4 separate regions of the Mus musculus genome follow, and all the other regions are linked to region 3. Evidence: chromatin contacts called from public HiChIP or PLAC-seq and promoter capture Hi-C data. All regions are on one chromosome and are shown on one strand. Each heading gives the region's core, a stretch centred on a gene start, on an enhancer-like site or on the middle of the called end of the contact. The rest is flanking DNA. Distances are from core to core; before and after follow the strand shown.

Region 1 (2,700 bases), core at 119-2,618, 180 kb after region 3:
ACGTGGGGGGGGGGGGTTCAAAGCAGTCTGAGTGCTACTGATCAAGAAAGGCAGCGGCCAGCAACACAGAGAGTTGGAAGCACCAGGGCTTCAAGGACTTCATGGTCCCCAGACGTGGATAAAATGAGGAAGAAAAGCTTTCATCTAGCCTATCTGCACTCCCAGTCTCTCTCCTTCCTCCAGGAGACTGTGGAATTATGGTGTCAGCTCATGCCAGCATTTCCACAGCTGACTCAGAATAGGCAAGCCTTGAGTGGCAGGTACTGAGAAAGATTTGCAGGGCACAAGAACACGCGCACATGCGCGTGAGTGTGTGTGTGTGTGTGCGCGTGAGTGTGTGTGTGTGTGTGTGTGTGTGTGTGTGTGTGTAGTCAAAACAAGAAGGGCCACAAGGCATAGAGGTAGAGGGAGCAAGAAACTGTGCTTGCCAAGTTGGATAAACAGGAATATCCTTATTCATAGGGTAAGGTCCAAGTTGGTTGTATTGTGCTTATTGAACCACACTAGGCATAAGCAGCAGAAAGAGGTGGTTGACAGTCAGGGTATCCGTCCCTGCTCAGGGCTTCTCTGCAGCCGGGCCAGGCAGGAGCTAGAAAACCATAGGTACCTGGACTCAGCTAGGTGCAGATTTGGGTTCTGCTTCTGTCCCTCGAAGTGCCAGTGAAGCTGAGTGCCTTAGGTGAGAGAGAGAACATTGACTTATTTATCATGTGCGGATGCCAAGGGCATTACCAACCCCGTCTCATCGGCTTAGCTTCTTCAGCTCCGTTACTTGTCAAGTAGGAATGATAAAAATCAGCCTGGAAGGGTTATTGGAGGATTAAACAGGATCAAGTATTGAGAGTTTAGTTCACCAGGAGAGAGACTTTCTTCACTCTAAATTCTTCAGGCTTTGTACCTATGCAGATGCCAAAACGACATTTAAAAAAAAAAAACAACCTCACAAGGCTGAAAACATTCTGTCTGCAGGAATGAGGTAATGACAAGAGGGTGAGGGGAAAGGAGAAAAGCAAGGAAGTAATTTAGGGAAGGAGGCGAGGATTGTTTGTCTTCGATTACTGCCTGGCTCCAGTCACCTGACAGAACTACCTTTATCTCACCTCCTTCTCATCCCAGACCCAGGGACCCATGCTAGTTTACTGGTTCTGAGAACTAGCGGGAAAGAGAAAGCCGAGGGGCTGTTTAGGCATGGAGAACTCTCCTTGTCAGCCATGCTCCAACCTAGCATGATCTCAGAAAAGCCAGGGCTGCTTTGGGAATTTTGGCTTCAGCTATGTCTGGGGTCCACTGCACAGGCCAGGCCAGGTCGTCAGGACACTGTTTACAAACAGCTAGGAATAGAAAGGCCTCCTGCTCCACGCTCCACCCTCTCCTGCCCTCACTTCTTCCCTGTTCAGGATCCCTAGGCTCTGGCTATCTCATCAGCCCTGACTCCAGAGCAGGGGGCAGGGACAGCAGAATGCAAAATGCCTGTCTCCTGCACTGAGGTGCACTGGTCTTGGAGCAGGGCTCCAGGAGGTACTATGGGTGCTGCATGTATAGAATCGACAGGTTGGAATCGCCAGAGTCCAAGCAGACCTGGACTCCCAGCCTACTGTGCTGATTGTATGGTTTGGACAAATCACTGTACGCACCAGAGTATCTGTCAAATGGAAGCTGAAGTGCCTGGTCCTGGGGAGTGGTTAGGCTCAATAACCTGCAAAGGCTCCAAGGCATGTGCTGGGTTGGAAACCTGGTACTGAAGGCTCATGGATGTTTGTTTCTTGCCTTCCCTTTGGTCCTCCTCAGCCCACTCATCCCCCTGCTTACCACATGTGCATCCCTCTCTTCGCCACTGCTTGCTCTGTCAGTGCTAAGGATGGATAGCACCCAGAGCCTCACACATTTTAAACCTAGGCTTTGTCTGATCCATACGCCAGGCTCTTTACTGCCTTTATACACAGAATTCACAAATCACATTTTATGCTTATAAGGACAAGGAGGAGTCTACTAAATCACTAATGTGTCAAATATCTATTCTATTATGTTGGGCATTTTCTAAATGCTAGGACAGGGTGAACAGCATAGAGACTGTCCTTGTCACCACAGATTACATTCATTCTCACAGTCAGGATAGATAGTGTACTTTGCTTTCTATTGTTGCAGACAATGGTCTTTGGACCATGACGAAAAGCAACCTGGGGAGGAAAGGGTTTATTTGGTTCACACGTCTGGGTCACAGTCCGTTCACGGTCCATCCTTAACGGAAGCCACGGTGAAAACTCAAGCAGGGTGGGAACCTGGTGGCAGGAACTGAAGCAGACACCGTGGAGGGATGCCACTCACGGGCTTGCTTTCCAAGGCCTGTTCCCCTGCTTACCCACGTATACAACCCTGGACCACTTGCCCAGGGGTGGCACTACCTACAGTGTGCTGAGCCCTTCCACATCCACCACTGGTCAAGAAAATCACCCCACAGACTTGCCCACAGATCAATCTGATGAAGATATTTTTTCAACTGAGGTTCCCTGATCCCAGATAACCCTAGCTTGTGTGTCAAGTTAACATAAACTAACCAGCGTGGTAGACTGTACACACACACACACACACACACACACACACACACACACACACACACACACACACACACATACACAGAGCGTACATGATCCCAGCACTTGAGAGACAGGGTGAGGCAGATCTCTGTGAGTTCAAGGTCAG
Region 2 (2,814 bases), core at 53-2,552, 240 kb before region 3:
ATACATAGTGTTAGAAAATCAGGCATTGGTAAAAAATTAATTCAAAGAATAAGTTAGATTAATGGATTTTGCTATTGTTTTGTTTTGTAGACAGGGTCTCACTATGTAGCCCTGGCTGGCCTTGAACTCACAGAAATCCACCTGCCTATGATTCCCAACTGCTAGGATCAATGCCATATGCCACCATACCCAGATGATTGATGGGTTTTAATGCAACAGAGTAAGACAGTACATTGATATAATTTCAGTCTCCATTTCCAACAACACTTAACAAACTAACAATGTTGGGGCTATAGTTCAGTTGGCAGAATTTCTGCCTAGCATGCACACCGTTTCTCTGCAGCTTCTTCACCATGGTTTATGACATCAGAGACCATGCAAAGTGGTGTACATCTGTAATCCCAGCACTTGAGAGGTAGAGGCAGGAGGATTAGTTCATCATTCTCATTTGCTGCACAGCAAGTTCAAGGCTAACTTCAGATACATGAGAACCAGAAAGAAAGCAAAATTATTGCTGCTGGAAATTTTAATAACCACCTAAGAACAATACCTATAACTGACTGACCAGTCTATTAAAATACACTTTCTGTTTCCAAGTATATATCCATGTGAGACTCAATTTTCTTCATATACTTCAATTAAAATGTTACAACCATATGTGTGCAGAGAGAGAGAGAGAAAGAGAGAAAGAGAGTGAGCGAGAGAGAGAGTTGGAATAGGGATTAGGCAAAAACAACAATCTCTGAATTACTTTAGATAGAGTACCCCAATTCTGCAAACCATACTCCACTTCCTCTACACAGTGCAGGACAACACGCGGTTAAAAGCATCAGCTTCTGCAGTCAGACAGGACAGGGACCCTAACAAGTTCAGTGTACTCATCCCAGGCGCCAGGAATCTACCCACCTCAGAGGGCTGGGAACATTTCCTGGTGTTGTTTTTAAGCCAATACTTTAACAGCCGCACACACCAAATGTATTTAATCCTCACTCACCATGGCTCTCACTAGTACTTATGGAAGGAAAGTAATTTGATTTAAAAATGTCTGGAAACTAGCCAGATATAGGAATTTGTATGTCTAATTTCAGGAAATTCCTTAATTTTCAGAGTACGTGGCTTCTTGGATACAGGGTTGTACGACTGAACTGGAAAGAAGCCTTGTATCGATGAGCTAAGGACTCGGCAGTCTGACTACCGTGGTCTGCAGTGCCCCTGCTCCGCCCGCCTGCAGGTCCCAGGAGGGTATGACTGGGGTATGGAGGGAGAGGATGCTCCCTGAGATCTTCTCCAGTGAGTAAGGACTAAATTTAGATGTCCTCTGCCCACTCCATCCGCAGCTGTGCTGCTGACTCATGACTGCAGCATGGTCCATGAGCAGAGTCACCCATCTGCAAATCTCTGCCCATGCCTCTACCCAGAGCTATACTGAATTCTCCAGGCAGGAGCTCAATCCTTTCCTTGGGAAGGAAGCTAAACAGCTTTGGGTGTTAACCGTTATAACAACGGGGGAATTTCTTTGCTTCAAGTCAAATCTGTGACTCAAGTGCATTTCCTCTTAGCTTGTATTCCTAAAGATGCACGAGAATATCACTAAAGAAAATTTTGTTTTAAGCTCTGAAATAGAGGTGTGTACTTAATTCTTAGTCCAAAAGAACTATTCCAAAAGTTGCTTGGTAAATAAAGGTTTTCACAATCAACATATAGTAAAGACAAGCTCTAATGGAAAGTGCTCTCTTTTATCAATAATATGGGCACTGTGCTCTTTCTACTGTACCTATCACTGCTCTCTAGATCGAAGGCTGAAGTGGCTTGGGGTTGACTAAAGCCAGAGTTAATCTGGGAGCACAAGGCCTTACAAAACAAAGTCCTCCGGGTCCCAGAATAGCCTCCAACTGTCAGCACCACTGAGTGCCGGCTCTTAGGCTGACCTTGCTGTTGTGTCCCAGGAGAACTCTCAGGCTACCTGTTTTGCCTACAACCAGCCCTTCACAGAGTCCAGCTCTAGGTGCTTACTGACAGAAGCTAGGTTTAGTATAGCCTAACTCCTGCATTTTTTTTATCCTGTGTTTGCCTTACTTTCAATAAATCCTGATGGAAAAGGTGCTGTCCCTTTTAGGGGTCAGGGAACGCCAAAAGACACTGCTAGTTACCTCAGACTGCCCTTAGAACAGAGAGAAAAATTGAAAGCCAGGTGCCTGATAAAGACATTATCTAGGATATATAGGGTACATTTAAAACTCAACAAAAGCAATCTAACTTTAAAAATGGGGGAAGACTTTAACAGACTTGTCTCTGTGTTTTAAAATGGCCAAAAAACATGAGAAAGTACTTAGCATCACCAATTATTATGGAAATGCAAACCAATACCACAGTTGACAGGTCTTTAATCCTAGCACTCAGCAGGCAGCCACAGGCAGATCTCTGAATTCCAGGGCAGCCTGGTCTAAAGAGTGTGTTCTGAAAGTGAGGTTGAACAGTCAAGAGTCTGTCTCAAAAATAAATAAATAGATAAATTAAGGAAAAAAATAAAATTTTTTTCCAGGTGTGAAAAAATTAAACCTGAGTCCACTGAATTAGTTTACTATGTTGTAGTCTCTATAGAAACAGCATGGTGGTTCCTTAAAACAAAACAAAACAAACAAACATCCTGCAATTACCATTTCTGTTCTATCCAAAAAGAGAGTTTGAATCATAAAAATCAAAAGATTTGAAAGCAGTGTCTCAAGGAGTTATCTGTATAGCCAATTCTCATGGAAGCATTCGCTTACAATCCTAAACTGAAGAAATACCTAGAGTCTGTTAACAGATACCATA
Region 3 (2,743 bases), core at 41-2,540:
TATAAACAACAGAAAGTTGTTGCTCATGGCTTGAAAAATGGGAAAGTGATCTGTCATGGTACGGGTAGATTCAGGGTCTGGTTAGGAGTCACTTTTTGGCTAATAGATTACAGCCTTCTCTTTGTAGCCTCAAGATGGGAGGAGTATAGGCTCTGGGCACCTCTGTTGTTCTCTCCTTATATAAGGGCACTAATCTTAGCTAGGAGGCCTCCCCCCTCATAACCTAGTCGCCTTATATGGTCATCACTTTGAGGAGTGGGATTTCAATATATGAATCTGGGGGAAAGACACAGAAATGTAAAGCAATGAAAATCTATTACTTTGTATGATAACTTAAACTTTAATTTAAACATGTCAGACTATAGCATGTACCTACGGAGGAAGAGAAGAACTTATTAGACAGATGTTAGTAAATCAGAATAGGCTGATCCAGATGTTGAGGGCTGTCTGGTTCTTTAATAGGTTTAATCCATACAGTTGATGTTAACAGTTCATCACAGCCTCCAGGTGAAAACCGACCCCCAAAGAGAGCCCAGCTGCCTAGGAATCCTGAGACCAGGAAGGCACAGCCGGTTGACTGAGCTGTTATCTCCTGCAAGGGAGGATGGGGACTTCTTGGCAGACTCTCCACCACCCACTATCAAAAACTTTGTATCAAAATAGCATACATTTTTTCCTTTGCTACCGCCGTTCCTCACAGGGAATCCCTTGCCCTGATTTTGCCCGTCTCTTTATAGTGAAGACAAGCATCAAGTTCAAATGTCGATCTCACTTTGGGCTTCCCAGACAAGTAGCCTGGCAAACTGTGGTTAACAAAACAAGATGGAGTATTAAGGGCTCTAAATCCGGCTGTTACTCTCTATGGCATTTCGGGGGATGGAATTCGGTACCCAGAGATGCTCAGAGGCAAAGGTTCAGGGAACAAAACCGTTTCTTGGAGATCTTCATGTCACGGTTCTTCGGCCTGGAAATACCCTAGCTTAATCGGGACACCACCCGCCCAGGACCGACCACCGTTCAAGCCAGAAAGCGGTGCAGTCAGGGCGGGGCAAACGAGGGCAGCAGAAAAAATAAAATTACAGCTTTCTCCGCAAGCGCGCCATCACGCTCCTCCCGGCCGCCGCGGGTCCCCGCCGCCCCGCCCGCGGGCGCTGGCCTAGGCCGCGCGCGAGACTGGAGCGCGCTCGGGTGCGAGCAGGACGCGGCCCGGCCCGCGGGAGGGCGGCGGCGGCGGAGGAGGAGGTGGAGGCGCCGTGGCCACACCCATCGGCGAGCGGATCCTCGGGCAGCGCGTCGTCGGCCGCCGCGCTCCAGCCTCCGCCCGCACCGAGCCGCGGGACCCGGCCGCACCGGGGAGGGGCCGCTCCGGGCCGCAGCGCGAGGGCACCGAAGGCGGCGGGGACCCGGCACCGGGCGCGGCCGGTGGCAGCGACCATGATCGCTTTGTTCAACAAGCTGCTGGACTGGTTCAAGGCCCTGTTCTGGAAGGAGGAAATGGAGCTCACGCTGGTGGGGCTGCAGTACTCGGGCAAGACCACCTTCGTCAACGTGATCGCGGTATGCGGGCAGATGTGTCGCCGGCGCCGCGCCCTAGGCAGCTGGGGTCGGCGCCTGGCGTGGCCCGGCACCGCCGGGTTCCGGGCAGGGAGGAGCCGGCTCCGGGCACTTAGGGCCTAGCACGGTTCTTGGGGGACCGACTGGCGTGCCACCCGTTCTCTGGCCTGGGCTAGGATGGCAGGGCTGGGGGCGGGGTAGCGAGGACCAGGGGAACCGAGCTTGCGTTCCGGAGCTGGCGGCACGGAGATGTCTCCACGCACCGGGAACCCGCCGCAGGCTGACAGGCCCCCGAGGCGGGCGCAAAGAGGCATGACGGGGCGAAAGTGCCCGGACAATCCCGCTCCGCGCGTGGAGGGTCACGGGACGCGCGGCCGGAGCGTGTTGCCAGGGTGCCCTAGCAGCCCAGCCCCACCCCGAGGGCTCTGCCTACCCTTGCTGGACGCGGAAGCCGCGGCCCTTTGGGGCGGGGGGAAGGTATCCCTAGAGGCAGAGGAGTCAGCTGAGGTCCTGGCTCTAGTCCAGACTCCTCCCCGGAACCTGTCCCGGGCCTGCCTTAGCGTTGGGGTCCCGAAAGCATGGCACCATAAAGGGAGTTGGGAGACTCCACTTGGCTCAGAAGTTGCAAGAGTAGGTACCGAGGACCCGAGAGGATGAGCTGGAGGGGCGCCATCCACCTGGGGACAGGGGAGAGAGCAGCTTTGGAGACTCAGCACTGGGGGAGGCGGAGGAGAGAGGGGGGTGATTGCAGTTGTATGTCTGTGCCAGAGGAGTGGTGAAGAAGGAGTTAAATTTTCTCTTTAAAAAAGAGGAAGATGAGCTCCCTGGGCGTGAGCTGAGCTGCAGTAATGGCTGCAGCCTGTATTTCCAAGCTAGGCAAGACTGGGCTTATGGGACCAAGTAAGGCTTGGGACGGGGACATAGTTCCCCCCCCCCCCCCAGAACCTAGGCCCGTTCCCAAAGATGGGTTTTCCAAGGACTGTGAATTCGCCAGATATAGGCTAAAGATGCTGATGTGCAGGTCCGCAAAGATGTGAGACCACCAGCTTCGGTACCACCACTTGCCTGTATTGTATTGTTGCCCGACCCTGAAGCCCCATAGGGCTCAATATCCCTGCAAGGGGAGCCTTCAGAGGGACTTAAAGGTGATCATAGCATGGGCGCTCTCTCTTCCCTAAATATGCTCCGC
Region 4 (2,715 bases), core at 211-2,710, 250 kb after region 3:
TATTTACACACTTCCATCAAACTCTCAGTTTGCAACTCTGAACATTTCTGTAAAATCACAGCACAAAGTAGAATAGTTCTTTTACCAATAATCTGTTTTTACATTTATTATGACTTTTCTCATGGCCTATATTTTAAAAAAAGTTTTAATTAAGATATACATAGGTTTTAATGGTTTTGTTCTTATTTAGTTGACAAAGGCTTTAAACTTTTTTCTTTAAAACATTGTTGTTGCTATTATCTATCTCTCTATCTATCTATCCATGTCCATGTATGAAAACGTCTGGGTGTTTCAGGTCTCCAGGAGTTGGAGTTACAGGTAGTTGTGAACTGCCTGCTGTGGGTACTAGGAATCAAACTTGGTTCCTCTTCAAGAACAGTATGTTCTCTTATCTGCTGAGCCACCTCTCCAGCTCCTGCTTTTAATCTTATACTGACATTTGATGTAAGGGATGTTTAATGCTTCAGGGACTAATGAATGCATGTAGATAAAAAAAAAAATCAGGTTTTACAAAGGTCAGAAGTAATACAGGCAAGTGGTTAAGCAGGTTATGCCTCCCTCCTCAGCCATTTAAGAGTGGTTTCAGAGCTCTCTGAAAAGCTGTACTTGGTTTCTCTTAGCACAATGAGATTTTAAATTTATTCAGAGCCAAAGATCGGCTCTACCAAGATTGCGCAGGAAAAGATTGATCTCTGTTCATGGTTGTAGCACTAATCAATACACACAGGCGGACTGGGTGACTCCTCAATGTCCCCGAAGGATCTCCCTCCTTTCCTCTCTCCCCTCAATGCATGGATTCTCATTGTCTCAAATGTCAAGATACGGTAGGAACATGAATTCTGTAATTCTCATGCATAGAATTCAATTGAGATGCTTAAATTTGGATCTTAAAATAGCCTTCAAACTAGAAATGTCCAGGCCTAGAGAGAGGGCTCAGCAGTTAAAAGCACTCGTTCCTATTGAGGACCTGGGTTCAATTCCTTATACTCACAAGGTGGCTTACAACTGTCTATAACTCCAGTTTCAGGGGATGCGATATTCTCTTCTGACCTCCGTAAGCACCAAACATGCACATGGAACACAGACATGCTCAAAAAACCACTCATATACATAAAATAAAACTATGAACTGAAAATTTCAAATACCAACGTGTCCCCTAGTCCGAGTATGAACTTAAGTAATGACTACGAAACCTCTAGTCTTTGCCTATGAAAAAGAGAAGTGAAACTGGGAGATATGAGCTTGTTTCTATGCCACATTCTCCCCAAATTTGGATTCTATTGCACAGACTACCAACACAGTGATGTGGCTGCTAATTAGATTTATGTCCTTCACAATTATGCAACATTATGCAAATTATTCAGAGCCTTGGGTTAAGTGCCTTCACTGAAGAGAGGAGGCTGCTCTTTGAATTGAAAGGGAATAAGGAACAAAGGGACCGCCTTCTGGAGTCACCAGTAGAGCTTCTTTTCCTTTTCCTCCAGTATTCTTCCTGAAGAGGTCTAGGAGAAATTTCTAGGCAACACAATGCATGGGACATCGGTGATGTTCTCCAGCTGAGCCATTTCTCGTCAAGCAGTTCTTAGCATTCTAGAGCAGTGTACTTACCCCCAGATGGCTCTCACAGCAGAGATGCGAACTGATGGGGGCTGTGTCTCATGAAGACCACTGACTGTTGCCTGTAGGAACTGCTGAATCAGTTCAGGGGACATAGCGACAGTGAAGCGACTGGCAGCCCACAGTGCCCGGCCCAAGAGGAAAGGAGATGCTAGGAGGAAGAGCAATTACAGGCTGCATGATGAAAAGTTCCTCTCCCCCTGCTCCGCCCCAACTCTATTTCTCAAACGCTAGCAAATATTGGATGCTATAAACATAGATGACTTATTTGAAAGAAAGAACAATTCCACATGGTAAAGGCATATGTGCAATAAATGATACAGAACCCATTTCTCAGTTCTACCTCGGACTATTCTAAGACCGAAGCCCTCACGGCTGCTTACCTGCACTAGTCCATTTCTAAATCCTTCTCACCGTCTCTTCCTTCCCATTACTGTCTCAACACTAGAACATCAATTATAGCTGCTATCCCTCTATTAATAACCTGACAAACAAGTCCACAGTCCACCAAATACACATGAAACTAGTGCTGACATTCAAGACATCTTTGATGGCTACTAAGCTCAAGCACACATCCGGACTCAGAACTCATATCTTGCTTTGTCAGCTCTGAGCTTTGTTTAAATCACAAGTCAACACGTTCCCTTCATACTCTCTATGATCTCTCAGTCTGCAGCAATCTCAAATTATCTCTGAGCCACTGTAATTCTGTGTGTTCAGCTTTCTCATATGCTGTACTTTGTTTGATATTCTAATCTACTGGTGTAAGAATTACTACTTCCTGCTAAGCATGAACTGTTTAAGAATACTGAATGCGGGGGCTGGTTAGATGGCTCAGCGGTTAAAAGCACTGACTGCTCTTCCAAAGGTCCTGAGTTCAAATCCCAGCAACCACATGGTGGCTCACAACCATCCGTAACAAAAATCTGATGCCCTCTTCTGGAGTGTCTGAAGACAGCTACAGTGTACACACATATAATAAATAAATAAATCTTTAAAAAAAAAGAATACTGAATGCGTGGGGCGTGGTGGCACACGCCTTTAATCCCAACACTCTGAAGGCAGAGGCAGGCAGATTTCTGAGTTCCGAGGCCAGCC

Evidence for each region. Promoter capture Hi-C pulls out the DNA fragments that hold promoters and counts their contacts. HiChIP or PLAC-seq counts read pairs in DNA pulled down with a chosen protein or histone mark.
Region 1: an H3K27ac HiChIP or PLAC-seq map of extraembryonic endoderm stem cells shows a contact between it and region 3. The contact joins the enhancer-like site here to the promoter of Arl8a in region 3. A contact is called at or near these places in 8 of 39 promoter capture datasets (the SN4741 cell line, cranial neural crest, hematopoietic stem and progenitor cells and 4 more), 13 of 115 datasets of contacts at active chromatin or transcription factors (SST interneurons, bone marrow-derived macrophages, embryonic basal ganglia and 7 more) and 2 of 9 other capture datasets (adipose tissue and liver).
Region 2: a promoter capture Hi-C map of hippocampal neurons shows a contact between it and region 3, with 4 times the contacts expected there. The contact joins the enhancer-like site here to the promoter of Arl8a in region 3. A contact is called at or near these places in 1 of 39 promoter capture datasets (hippocampal neurons), 1 of 115 datasets of contacts at active chromatin or transcription factors (large pre-B cells) and 2 of 9 other capture datasets (liver and pancreatic islet).
Region 4: a contact with region 3 is called in an H3K4me3 HiChIP or PLAC-seq map of bone marrow-derived macrophages, with 4 times the contacts expected there. The contact joins the enhancer-like site here to the promoter of Arl8a in region 3. A contact is called at or near these places in 1 of 39 promoter capture datasets (the SN4741 cell line), 15 of 115 datasets of contacts at active chromatin or transcription factors (the 230-238 cell line, bone marrow-derived macrophages, craniofacial prominence and 7 more) and 4 of 9 other capture datasets (adipose tissue, embryonic stem cells, liver and 1 more).

Annotation. Positions count from the first base shown.
Region 1 is chr1:135,329,988-135,332,687 of GRCm38.p6, forward strand. All of the region lies in intron 1 of Lmod1 (leiomodin 1 (smooth muscle)), which reads left to right. Among named protein-coding and RNA genes, the nearest start is that of Lmod1, 6.5 kb to the left of the region's middle. Within about 2 kb of position 1,369, at least 9 of the 459 cell types and tissues checked have an H3K27ac peak or open chromatin away from gene starts, as enhancers often do. A contact at or near this core is called in extraembryonic endoderm stem cells, where this site is marked.
Region 2 is chr1:134,908,344-134,911,157 of GRCm38.p6, forward strand. The region is part of intron 1 of Ppp1r12b (protein phosphatase 1, regulatory subunit 12B); the gene reads right to left. Among named protein-coding and RNA genes, the nearest start is that of Gm51265, 37 kb to the right of the region's middle. Within about 2 kb of position 1,303, at least 96 of the 459 cell types and tissues checked have an H3K27ac peak or open chromatin away from gene starts, as enhancers often do. A contact at or near this core is called in hippocampal neurons, where this site is marked.
Region 3 is chr1:135,145,544-135,148,286 of GRCm38.p6, forward strand. Arl8a (ADP-ribosylation factor-like 8A) reads left to right here and starts at 1,291. Exons shown (of 7, transcript NM_026823.2): 1 at 1,291-1,557. The coding sequence starts at 1,435.
Region 4 is chr1:135,398,436-135,401,150 of GRCm38.p6, forward strand. Ipo9 (importin 9) reads right to left here. Exons shown (of 24, transcript NM_153774.1): 14 at 1,609-1,768. Among named protein-coding and RNA genes, the nearest start is that of Shisa4, 25 kb to the left of the region's middle. Within about 2 kb of position 1,461, at least 15 of the 459 cell types and tissues checked have an H3K27ac peak or open chromatin away from gene starts, as enhancers often do. A contact at or near this core is called in bone marrow-derived macrophages, where this site is marked.